2 separate regions of the Sus scrofa genome follow, and region 2 is linked to region 1. The links are chromatin contacts, called in public HiChIP or PLAC-seq maps. All regions are on one chromosome and are shown on one strand. The core of a region is the stretch at or near the end of the contact, and the rest is flanking DNA. Distances in the headings are between cores, read along the strand shown. Region 1 holds the start of JADE2 (protein Jade-2). Region 2 holds the start of PCBD2 (pterin-4-alpha-carbinolamine dehydratase 2).

Region 1 (5,345 bases), core at 2,502-5,001:
TTTTATTTTTTCAAAAGGACAGCGTTTATGTATGACTGGGTCACTATGCTGTACAGCAGAAACTGACACACTGTAAATCAACTGTATGCTAATATTAAAAAAAGGGATATGAATAGACATTTCTCCAAAGACACAAATGGCCAATAAGCACATGAAAGATGCCCAACATCATAGTTCCTGAAGGAAATACAACAAAACCACAATGTGATATAGACTTGTAGTAATTCATTAAGATGGCTATAATCAAAAAAAAAAAAAAGGAAAAATAATATGTGTTGACAAGGATGTAGAAAAACTGAAACCCTCATACATGGCTGGCAGGAATGGAGAATGATGCAGTGTGGGAAACAATCTGTCAGTTCCTCAGAAAGTTAAACAAAGACCCAGAAATCCATTACATAGCCAAGAAAAATGAAAACATGTGTCCACACAAACACCTGGACAGGAATCTTCGGAGGGACATTATTCATAATAGCCAAGATGTAGAAGCAACTCAAGGGTCTAGCAACTGATGAACGGATAAACAAATGTGGTACATCCATACAATGGAATGTTATTCAGCCGTAAAAAAGGAATGACATACCAACACATGCTACAGCATGGATGAAAGAGTTTATACCTAAAGTGAAAGAGCTGGTCACAAGAGTCCATGTAATGTAGGATTCCATTTACATTTAACACCCAGAAAAGGAAACACAGAGCCGTTAAAAAGTACATTAGTTGTTGCCAGGGGAAGAGGGTCTGGGGGGCAATTGCTAATGGCCATAGGGTTTCTTTCAGGGTGTTGATAATATTCTGTATTTCATCCGTGTTGGCGGCTGCACAAGTCTATGAATATACTAAAACTGTGAATACTTCAAACAGGGGAATTTTATGGTATGTGAATTATATATCAATAAAGTTTTTTGCTTTTTTTGTGGGTTTTTCTGACCACCCCGTGGCACATGGAGCTTCCCGGCCAGGGATCACATCCAAGCTGCAGTCACTGTGACAACACTGGATCTTTAACCCTCTGTGCCAGGCAGGGATTGAACCTGCATGCCCATGCTCCCAAGAGGCCCCTGATCCTGTTGCACTGCAGTGGGAATTCCTACAGTTTTTTATTTTGGCCGTATCCATGACATGTGGAAGTTGCAGGGCAAGGGATCAAATCCATACCCCAGCAGCGACTCAAGCCACAGCAGTGGCAATACCAGATCCTTAACCTGCTGAGTCACCAGGGGACTCCAATAAAGATGTTTAAAAAAAAAAAAAAGATGAGGTAGGAAAACTGATCCTTGTCTATATAAGTAAGTAGTCCGCTCTCAAAAAATGTGAATCATGGAAATGAGTTAGAAACAAAAAATTGGGCAGTAGGGAGTTCCCATCATGGCTCAGTGGTTAATGAATCTGACTAGGAACCATGACATTGCGGATTCAATCCCTGGCCTCGCTCAGTGGCGTTGCCGTGAGCTGTGGTGTAGGTCACAGACGTGGCTCGGATCTGGCGTTGCTGTGGCTCTGGTGTAGGCCTGTGGCTACAGCTCCGATTCGACCCCTAGCCTGAGAACCTCCATATGCTGCAGGAGCGGCCCTAGAAAAAGCAAAAAGACCAAAAAAAAAAAAAAAAAAAAAAAGAATTGGGCAGTAATTGGACTTGATGCAGGGGTTTATAAAATGCTAATTTTCACTAACATTTTGAGTCTATTTTACATTTCAAAAGAATATCAACAATACAAAAAAGAATATTGATTTGTGCACTTCTGAATTCTTATAACCTGCACGCATGTAGGAATATATCTGTAGGTAGATACACATGCGCATGATGTCCCATCATTATCAAAGATGATGCTAAATGAGCTAGTTGCTGGATGACCACTTAGCTTTTTCACACTCCAGGGGCTGAGTCAGCTGTGTAGCTGCACCTGTAGGTCACAAAACCTAGGTTCCTATTTCTGGGTCAATTTCTCCACCTTACAATCAGGTGACCAAGAATTTGGTTCCAAGAACCCTCAACGATGTTTTTCAAAGTCTGGCCACCTGCAGATGGAATCAATTACCTGGAGCCTCGACTCTACATCCAGTGATGGGCCTGAGAATCTACTTTTTTATTTTTATTTTTTTTTGTCTTTTCTTCCCAGGCTAGGGGTTCCAATGGAACTGTAGCCGCTGGCCTATGCCACAGCCACAGCAACAAGAGATCTGAGCCGCGTCTGACACCTGCACCACAGCTCACAGCAATGCCAGATCCTTAACCCACTGAGCGAGGCCAGGGATCGAACCCGTGTCCTCATGGATGCTAGGCGGGTTCGCTAACCACTGAGCCACCACAGGAACTACTTTTTTAACAAACCCCTCAGGAGATGTGATGTGCACTCCATTTTGGGAGTTCCAGCTCTGGGCACCTATTCCTGATTGATATGGAAAAGCTAAGTCTGTCTTTGGTTTCACAGCCCTGTTCACATTCTTGCTGCTGGAGATGCCTGCCTATGGTTAACCAAGTGGGATGTCACTAAGCCTGGTGCTAGTTCTGCTGGCACACTCTACTCAAAAGACTGCCCGGTATTTCTATTCAGTATAGGTTGTCTGCCTGCTGGAGTCTCTGATGTCCCACCAGAAGCTGCAGAGCCAGCACACAACACACAGGAGCTCTACCCCTACGCCCCACTCACAATGTAGGCCCTAAACACACTGGAGCCCTGATCCTGGATTCTAGGCCCAGCTCTGCATTTCACCCTACATTTCATGGGGGATGATGGGAAGCCCGTCAGGTCAATAATTTCTCAAGGCTGATGGCGGCTCAAGTGGTTTCCCAGTTACTGTACTTGAATGGGATGGAAATTTACCTTTGATGAGGAAGAAGCTCTTCTGTCTCTCAGCGGGTTCACCTGACTGTAGAACAGAAAACAGAGTCAGGCCAGCTCACCTGCTCATCTCCTCTGGACACATCCATTTTGGCTCCTTTTGGAAACACCTGTTTAAAATCCTTCAGTGGCTCCCCATTCCTTTTAGGATCTAGATCACAAGCCCTTCCATGACCTGCCCTTACTGCTCTTTGCAGCTTCATCCCCTCCACTGTTCCCCCCACTCTAGGATTTGTCATAAAGATCTTGCCGTTCTCTTACCAGACTAAGCTTTCTTGAGGTGCCCTGCTCGTCTTAGTCTAGTTAATTCCTGCTCATCCCTCAGCTCTCCAGCAGTCATTTCCCTGACCCACGGGACTGGATCACATCTCTGGCTTATTCATGCTCCTAGCCCTCTGGGCCTCTCTTTACTAAAATTTGTCAACGTTGAAAAATTTCCCTTGAGCAATTAGTATCACTAACAATGTCTGTCTCCGCCAGCAGACGATAAAGTTCATTAGAACAACGCTCGGAGTTGGCTCTCATTGCATCCCCAGCACCTAGCAAAGGGTCTAGCAGGTATTCAGCTGGATGGGTGACTCACTCCAGGAAGGCAGGCCACACACTGGGTGGGGGTGTCGAGACCTCTGGGAATCAATCAGAAGCTAACACAGAGCATCTCTACGTAAACAAGTGCTCAGAACCGAGGACACTGGACTTTGGGCCGGAGCCCGGGGAACTCCCCGGGCAAGGACGCTGGACATCCCTGGCCGGCCTCCAGCTCCGAATGGGAGAGGGCCGCCCTTCCTCTGCGCTCGGCGGGAGCCTCCGTTTCCCTGCTGGTTGCCCGCGGGGCTGGCCGAGAACTGCCCCTGCGGCCTCCGGGGAGACCCACGCCCGGGACTGCGGGCCGCGGGAGTCTGCAGGGCCCGGCGGGGTTGGCCGCCGCGCCCAGCGAGGGCGCTCCAGGCCCGTCCTCCCGAGCAGTCGCGCGCCGCCGGGGCCCCTCTAGGCGCAGGGAGGTGGCGCGGTGCGTGTCGGGAAGGCGGCGGGGGAGGGCTGGCCCTCCGCGGCGCAGGGCGGCATGGTGGGTGGCGAGGCGGCCGCCGCCGTGGAGGAGCTGGTCTCGGGAGTGCGGCAGGCGACCGACTTCGCGGAGCAGTTTCGCTCCTACTCGGAGAGCGAGAAGCAATGGAAGGCTCGCATGGAATTCATCCTGCGCCACCTGCCCGACTACCGCGACCCGCCCGACGGCGGCGGCCGCCTGGACCAGCTGCTGTCCCTTTCCATGGTCTGGGCTAATCACCTCTTCCTGGGTTGCAGGTGCGGACCCCCACCGGCTAGCTGACCCCGTCCCGACCCCAGTCCTTCCCCAGGGCTGACGGTGCCCCCAGCCTCCAGTGGCACTAGCCAGGCCTCTGGCTGGTGTCCTACCCTAGCCCGCCCCTTGCAAAGCTACTTAACCTCGTTGAGCTTCAGTTTCACCTGGAAAATGAGTTGTGATGACTACAGTATTAAAAGATGAACAGCACCTCGCATAGGCTGTCATCTAGCAAGAGCTCAGTAACATGCTAGGCGTTCAAATTGCTGTTGGTGTTTGTATTATTACTTCAAACCATCACCTTTGCGGAGTGCACTTTAAGTTCATTCATTCCTTTCCTCCTGGCAAACGTGCAGGGACAATGGCTGAGACCCCCCCACACCCCCCCAATTTACATAAAAAGGTGAGAGAGGGGAAGAGACACACCTAGGGCTACCTGGCTTCTGGCAGGGTTGGTGGATTTTACCACTTATGGCAAGAGATAATATTTGGCCTTTGGTTTTTCCTCATTCCCTGGTCTGCTGGACCCCATAGCAAGAGCCAGCCTTTGTGTCTCTGCCTTTCCTTTTATGAAAATAACAAATGCCTTCAAGGGTCTGGTTTTGAAATGCCTGAAATGGCACTCCCTTTGCCACTCCATGCAAAAGGTGGCAAATCTTGGGCCTCCCACATCCTTTTAGCGTTTCCTGATATTGTGTTAGGGTAAGATGACTTGGCTTAGTCCTGGTTTCCTTGCTCCTTATGGCTGCCTCGTGTCGTGGCCCCTCCAGCCCTAAGCCACTTGGTTTTGCTTTCAGACTTGGGCAGTTATTAGAATGGGATTTGGGGAAGCAATGCCACGTGCATCCCTCCCTTTCCTCCGCTTTCCAGGTGTCTCTAGGAAATTCTGGTTAATGGGAGATTAGGCAAATGTCAGAAAACTCGACAAATAGACAAATAATGTTGTTTTCATTTTCTTTTTGGCCCCCCCATGACGTATAAAATTCCCAGGTCAAGGCTCAGATCCAAGCCGCAGTTGCGACCTAAGCCGCAGCTCTGGCAACACTGGATCCTTAACCTGCTGTGCTAGACCAGGGATCAAACCTGTGTCCCGGCGCTCCCAAGACGCTGCTGATCCCTTTGCGCCACAATGGGAACTCCAGTGATGGCTTCATTAGACCAATATTCCACGTGTTCATAAAAGTAAAAACAATTTTGGTCCT
Region 2 (5,187 bases), core at 611-3,110, 400 kb before region 1:
CTAAAATTGTAACTGAATATTTAAATATTTTAGGTCAATGCAGAGTCGTTTTGGAAAAGAAAGGGAATTATTATTGAATAGCTGCAAAAGAAAACTCTCAACCATGCTGTGGGTAACGCAGCAGTCGCCTGGGGTCTGCGGAGCCCACCCTGAGCCGATTTTTTCTGCTCGCTCCACCACCCACAGCCCAGTGAGGTCGGTGACATGCACTCTGCGCTCACCACAGCCACAGGGATCAGGTCTGGGGCTGAAATGGAGTCATGTCACCTACGTAACACAAACGGTTCTCTTGGGGACATACCCTCTGTAGAACCCTTTGCGGTGGACTTGAATTTTTTTTCCCCCTTTGGGAGGGATGGAGAAAGCACAGGATCTGAAGAGTAATCTTTTTCTTTTCTTTTTTTTTTTTTTTAAGGGCCGCACCCAAGGCATATGGAGGTTCCCAGGCTAGGGGTCAAATGGGAGCTATAGCCGCCAGCCTACACCACAGCCACAGCAATGCCAGATCCGAGCCACGTCTTTGACCTACACCACAGTTCACAGCAAAGCCAGATCCTTACCCACTGAGGAGGTGAGGGATCCCACCTGCCTCCTCGTGGATACTAGTCAGATTCGTTTCCTTTGAGCCAAACTGGAACTCCTGGAGAGTCATCTTGATTCGAAATCTAGCTTTGTTACTTCCAGCTGTGGGTGCTGAATAAATCACTTCGCCTCTCTGATGAGCAGCGCTCTACAGTGGGGATATTACCACAGCCACCTGCCAAAATTCCTGAAAGGCTTAAAAGAGCTCTTGAGTGTGAAGGCACCCAACAGAGAGCCCGGCACGTGGCAACCACTCCAATCCCGTCCGTTTATTCATTCCTCTCCAAACCCCACAGTTTTACTGGATCACCAAGCACCCTAGGTAGAGGCATGCCTTGGGACACGCCTAGGTGACAGTGAGCACTCCACCTGCGTCCTCGCCTTAGTGGCCAAGAAGCAGAGTGCCCATCTTTCCCATCATCGAGTTATTTTTAATTTCTTCTATTAAAGGATTTCAAACTGCCAAATGGGCCCCCACAAGCAATTAAAGAAAATGAAAAGGTGAGTTTCACGCAACTTTTTCCCACTAGGTGGTGCTGCAAGTTAAAACTTTCCCTCCAGTTAATTTACCCCCCAATCTGTTAATTTCCAAAGCAGGGAAACTGACAGGATGCCCCTCAGAAAAGGAATTAAGAGGCAATGTGCCACCAAAAAGGTAATTCAATAGTAATTCCTTTAAAAAAAATTAACACCAAGAGAAATGAATTCGTTCCACATTCAGTCCCGCTGTTTACAGCGAGCGAGCCGAGAGCGAGACGGCGCCCGCTCTCTCCGAGCGCACAGTCTAGAGGACCGAACGGCAACTGGAGTCTCATCAAGAAACCCTAATGGTGAAATACTTTCGCAACTGCTTTTCATGTTTACTTTTTTCTTTTCTAATGAAAGTCGGCCTCGGTTGTTTTCCGGTTGGCAATTTGGTAGACGACGACGGGATTTTTAAGCCAAAGGAAAACTAAGATGCTGCGGCCACCCATGTCTCGGACCAGCGCTTCCGACCGTGCCGGGTACCCGAATGTGACTCCCCAAAGTCCGAGCCCGAAGGCCGGGCCCGCTTCGGGGTCGGCTCGGGTCCCTCCGCCCCTCGGCCGGCACGGCGGCGCCTCGCCCTCCCGCGACCCCGCGGGCTCTCCGCACTCACCATAGCTGCGAGGCTCTGGCGTCGACCCCGCAGCGCCGCGAACCAGCCCCGCGTCGCCCCGCGCACCCCCAGCGCAGCCGCCATAGCCTCCGGCCCAGGGCTGCCCGGCGCGCTGCCTGCCCGCCGCCCCGGCCGCCGCTCCGCGGGCCGGCCCGGAGCCAGGAGCCGCGGGGGCAGCTCCCGCCCAGCCCGGCCCCGCCGCGCAGGCCCAGGCGCGGTCCGGCCCCGGAAGGCCCCCGGAAGCTTCGATGGCCGGCAGCTCTGCCGGCAGCCGGGAGGGCGCGGGGCCGCAGGCCCCCGCAGGCCCCCGCAGCCCCGGGCGCTGTCAGACCCCGCTCCGCTGGCCTTTCGAGTCGTGCCCAGGTGCCGCGTTTCCTGCCTGTGCCGGGGAGGCAGGCGGGCTGGCGCTGAGCGTGCACTGCACGTTCTCTGTCTTCGGCGTCTGGGGCTGGGGGTGTCGCAGCCTCGCTGACGGCCTGACTGCCCTGGGCTCCTTCTGGGCGATGGAGCGAACAGATGGCGCGGGCAGGAGGATGGCGCAGGCAGGGGCAGAGGAGCTGTGGGGTGGGCGGGGTAAGGGGTTCTGGGGGACCGCTCCACTCTGTTCGCAGTTGGGGAGCAGTGAACCCTAGTGATCCAGGTCGGGCCCTTATAAGTCAGGGAGCTGCAGGTTCGAATGTAAGCTCTGCTCTGTCACTATTTCGTTGCCAAGATCCTGGGCACACTGGCCCATCTGTCTGTCCGGATGAAATACTTGGGAAAGTCAGGCTCAAGGTGCTCTGTAAAGGGCTGCAGGCGCACAGTGCACGGTAGAGACGCCGGAGATACACGTGGATAGACTTTTTTATATCTTTTTTCTTTTTACAAACTAGGTATTCTTTTACATGTGTATTAGTATCTTAATTCTCTTATCATTCCTTTTTTTTTTTTTTTTTTTTTTTTTTGCCTTTTTCCTTGCGATGTAAATCACTTGCCGTAAGGTTCACCCTCTAAAATGTACAATTCGGGAGTTCTTCTCCTGCCTCAGGTGTAACTAACCCAACTGGTATCCATGAGGATGAGGACTCGGGTTTGATCCCTGACCTCTCCTGGCCAGCGGGTGAAGGATCTGGGATTGCTGTGAGCTGTGGTGTAGGTGACACATGGGTCTCAGATCCCACAGTACTGTGGCTGTGGTGTAGGCTGGGAGTTACAGCTCCTACTGGACCCCTAGCCTGGGAACTCGCATGTGCCACAGGTGCGGCCCTAAAAAATAAATAAAATGTACAATTCAGTGGTTTTCAGTATACTCACTTGTAACTTCTTTTTAACTAGTTTTTTTTTTAACCTAAAATAATCTGAAATACGGACTTATGACCTAATCCCTCTTCTTCCCTTTTTGGCCACTTGATGAAAACACAACAGAGGAATCTTTCTACAGACCGTAATCAAATGTCACTGGTCTCGAGGGTCTGAGACATTTGGGTTTCCTTTGCCTGATGCCTCACACTGGGAGTTTAGGAGCATGAAAAATGCCTTACAAACTTGCTTATTACAGTGAAAACTGAAAAATGACCTGGTAATTGTGAAGTAACAAGAGACCCCCCTCATCAGTTTCCTTCCCTGACACCCCTGTATGAAACTGTGGCATCTAAGATCTGTCCTGAGAGCAGCAGCAGGATGCTACTCAGGGCCCTGGCGGAGTGACACCCACCGAGAGGGGCTGTGAATGCTCTGTCCTCAGATTTAAGTCCTAGCAAAGACTGACTGGGCACATCCTCTGTAGTGGACCCTGTCAGAAAGGCAGTCTCCAGCTCAGTCTTTCAGGTCTTGCTTCGCCACCTAAGAATAAGCCTTGGGCCTGGAACACTTCCTTACCCAAAAAGAGCCCAAACAGCCTGTGCCAGGCTTGTGTGAGAAAATCCTTCCCTGCTTCACACAACCTGTGCTTCTTTCTTCTGCTTAAGCATGGACATCAGTGACTCTGGGGCAACTGCCCCCCGCCTGCAATTCAGTGTTTCAGACTCAGTGAGAGAAGGGGAGGGGTCCTGCTATGGCACTAGAGGGGTGCTCTTAGGCAGCAGGAAAGGGATGGGGGCCCCCCCCGAGCCATTAAGGGATCCGTGCACACGGGGGCTGATCTTGGTGTCTCTTCTCCGTGTGGATGAAAACGCTGTTCCAACTGGAGCCTGACCATGCTGTTTTCCTTGGCAACTCAGACACCAAGAGGTGGACAAAAGGATCTGGACTTCTCTCCTGGTTGCCGGCTTCGTGATGAGCTTTGCTCTCCTCTGGGCCCTTGCAGTCCCCTCTTGGCACGGGTTCCTGGTGCACCCTGTTTGGCTTTAGGATGCGTTAGCTGGTCCTGGACCACTCCCGTCCCCCTTCTGTCTCCCTTTCCCTCAATACCAGTGCCTCCCCGCTGACCCTCTACACCTGAACCACTGCTCCTGGGATCAGCCCTGCTCCACACTGCCCTCCAGGGGAACCCCATGCAGAAGCAAAGCCGTGGATCTGTGGGTCATCCTGGGAGCCTTTCCTCATCCTCCAGACTAGAATAGAGCCCCATGACATACCAAACAATATGGAAACTCCTGTATTTCTGATAGGAGTTAACACCCTCCTCTGGGAATCTGCCCCCAAGGAAATGAGACTTTATATACAAATACACGTTCAGCAAAAGACAACAGGTTCGGTAAGCAAGGCTAAATCTGTTCAAAGGCCTATTAGGTAGTCATGGTTAGAAAGATTATTATCAACAGTGAAATACTTAGCATCTGTTAAGCAAAAGGAAAAAAATACTCTTTCATGACTACAAGTATGGGAAGCACACCTTAGCCAGAGCCTGGAGGAAGATGCACGATGGGTGCCTGGGCCCCGGCACACAGGCAGGAAGAACATCAACCCACACACAGGCTCTGGCGTCGGGATGCTCGCGTTTGAAGCTGGGCTCCACCACTGTACGACCAAGGTCAGGTTATTTAGGGTTTACTGAAGAGTTATTTACTCTTCTATAAAATGAGGGTGTGTTACAGTAGTGTCGACCTCACAGGGCTATTGTACAGACAAAAATTAAACGTCCTATGCCAAGCACTTAGACAGTACCTGGCATATAATATACACGGTAACACTCAACTGTTAGTTATTATAATAAGAGATGGAATTCGGAGAGGTTTTTTTTTTTTTTTCTTATAAGTACAAATGAAAAAATACATGTGAGGTTGTAAATCGCAGCTTCATCAACATACTGTGTGTAACCTGTGTCAGTTATTCACCCTCTATCTGCCTGTGTGCTCACTTGTAAAATGGGAATAATACCGATACGACCCTGGGCCAGGGCCCCCTCCTGCCCGAGACCACCCCAGCCAAAGCTGTCCACCGGGGATGTGTAAAGGTGTAAACCACCAAATGTTACACTCTCAGAAGGAGACTCATCTAAGGTTCTATGTCCATGGAATTCGGGATGCCTTATGAAATGACCTATTCCA

Evidence for each region. HiChIP or PLAC-seq counts read pairs in DNA pulled down with a chosen protein or histone mark.
Region 2: an H3K27ac HiChIP or PLAC-seq map of alveolar macrophages shows a contact between it and region 1. The contact joins the promoter of PCBD2 here to the promoter of JADE2 in region 1. A contact is called at or near these places in 1 of 5 promoter capture datasets (fetal liver) and 2 of 2 datasets of contacts at active chromatin or transcription factors (alveolar macrophages and skeletal muscle).

Annotation. Positions count from the first base shown.
Region 1 is chr2:136,684,462-136,689,806 of Sscrofa11.1, reverse strand. JADE2 (protein Jade-2) reads right to left here and starts at 3,751. Exons shown (of 19, transcript XM_021084773.1): 1 at 3,427-3,751; 2 at 2,826-2,871. CDKN2AIPNL (CDKN2A interacting protein N-terminal like) reads left to right here and starts at 3,906. Exons shown (of 3, transcript NM_001244537.1): 1 at 3,906-4,145. The coding sequence starts at 3,907.
Region 2 is chr2:137,079,593-137,084,779 of Sscrofa11.1, reverse strand. It overlaps PCBD2 (pterin-4-alpha-carbinolamine dehydratase 2), which reads right to left and starts at 1,860. Exons shown (of 4, transcript XM_021084778.1): 1 at 1,721-1,860. The coding sequence starts at 1,804.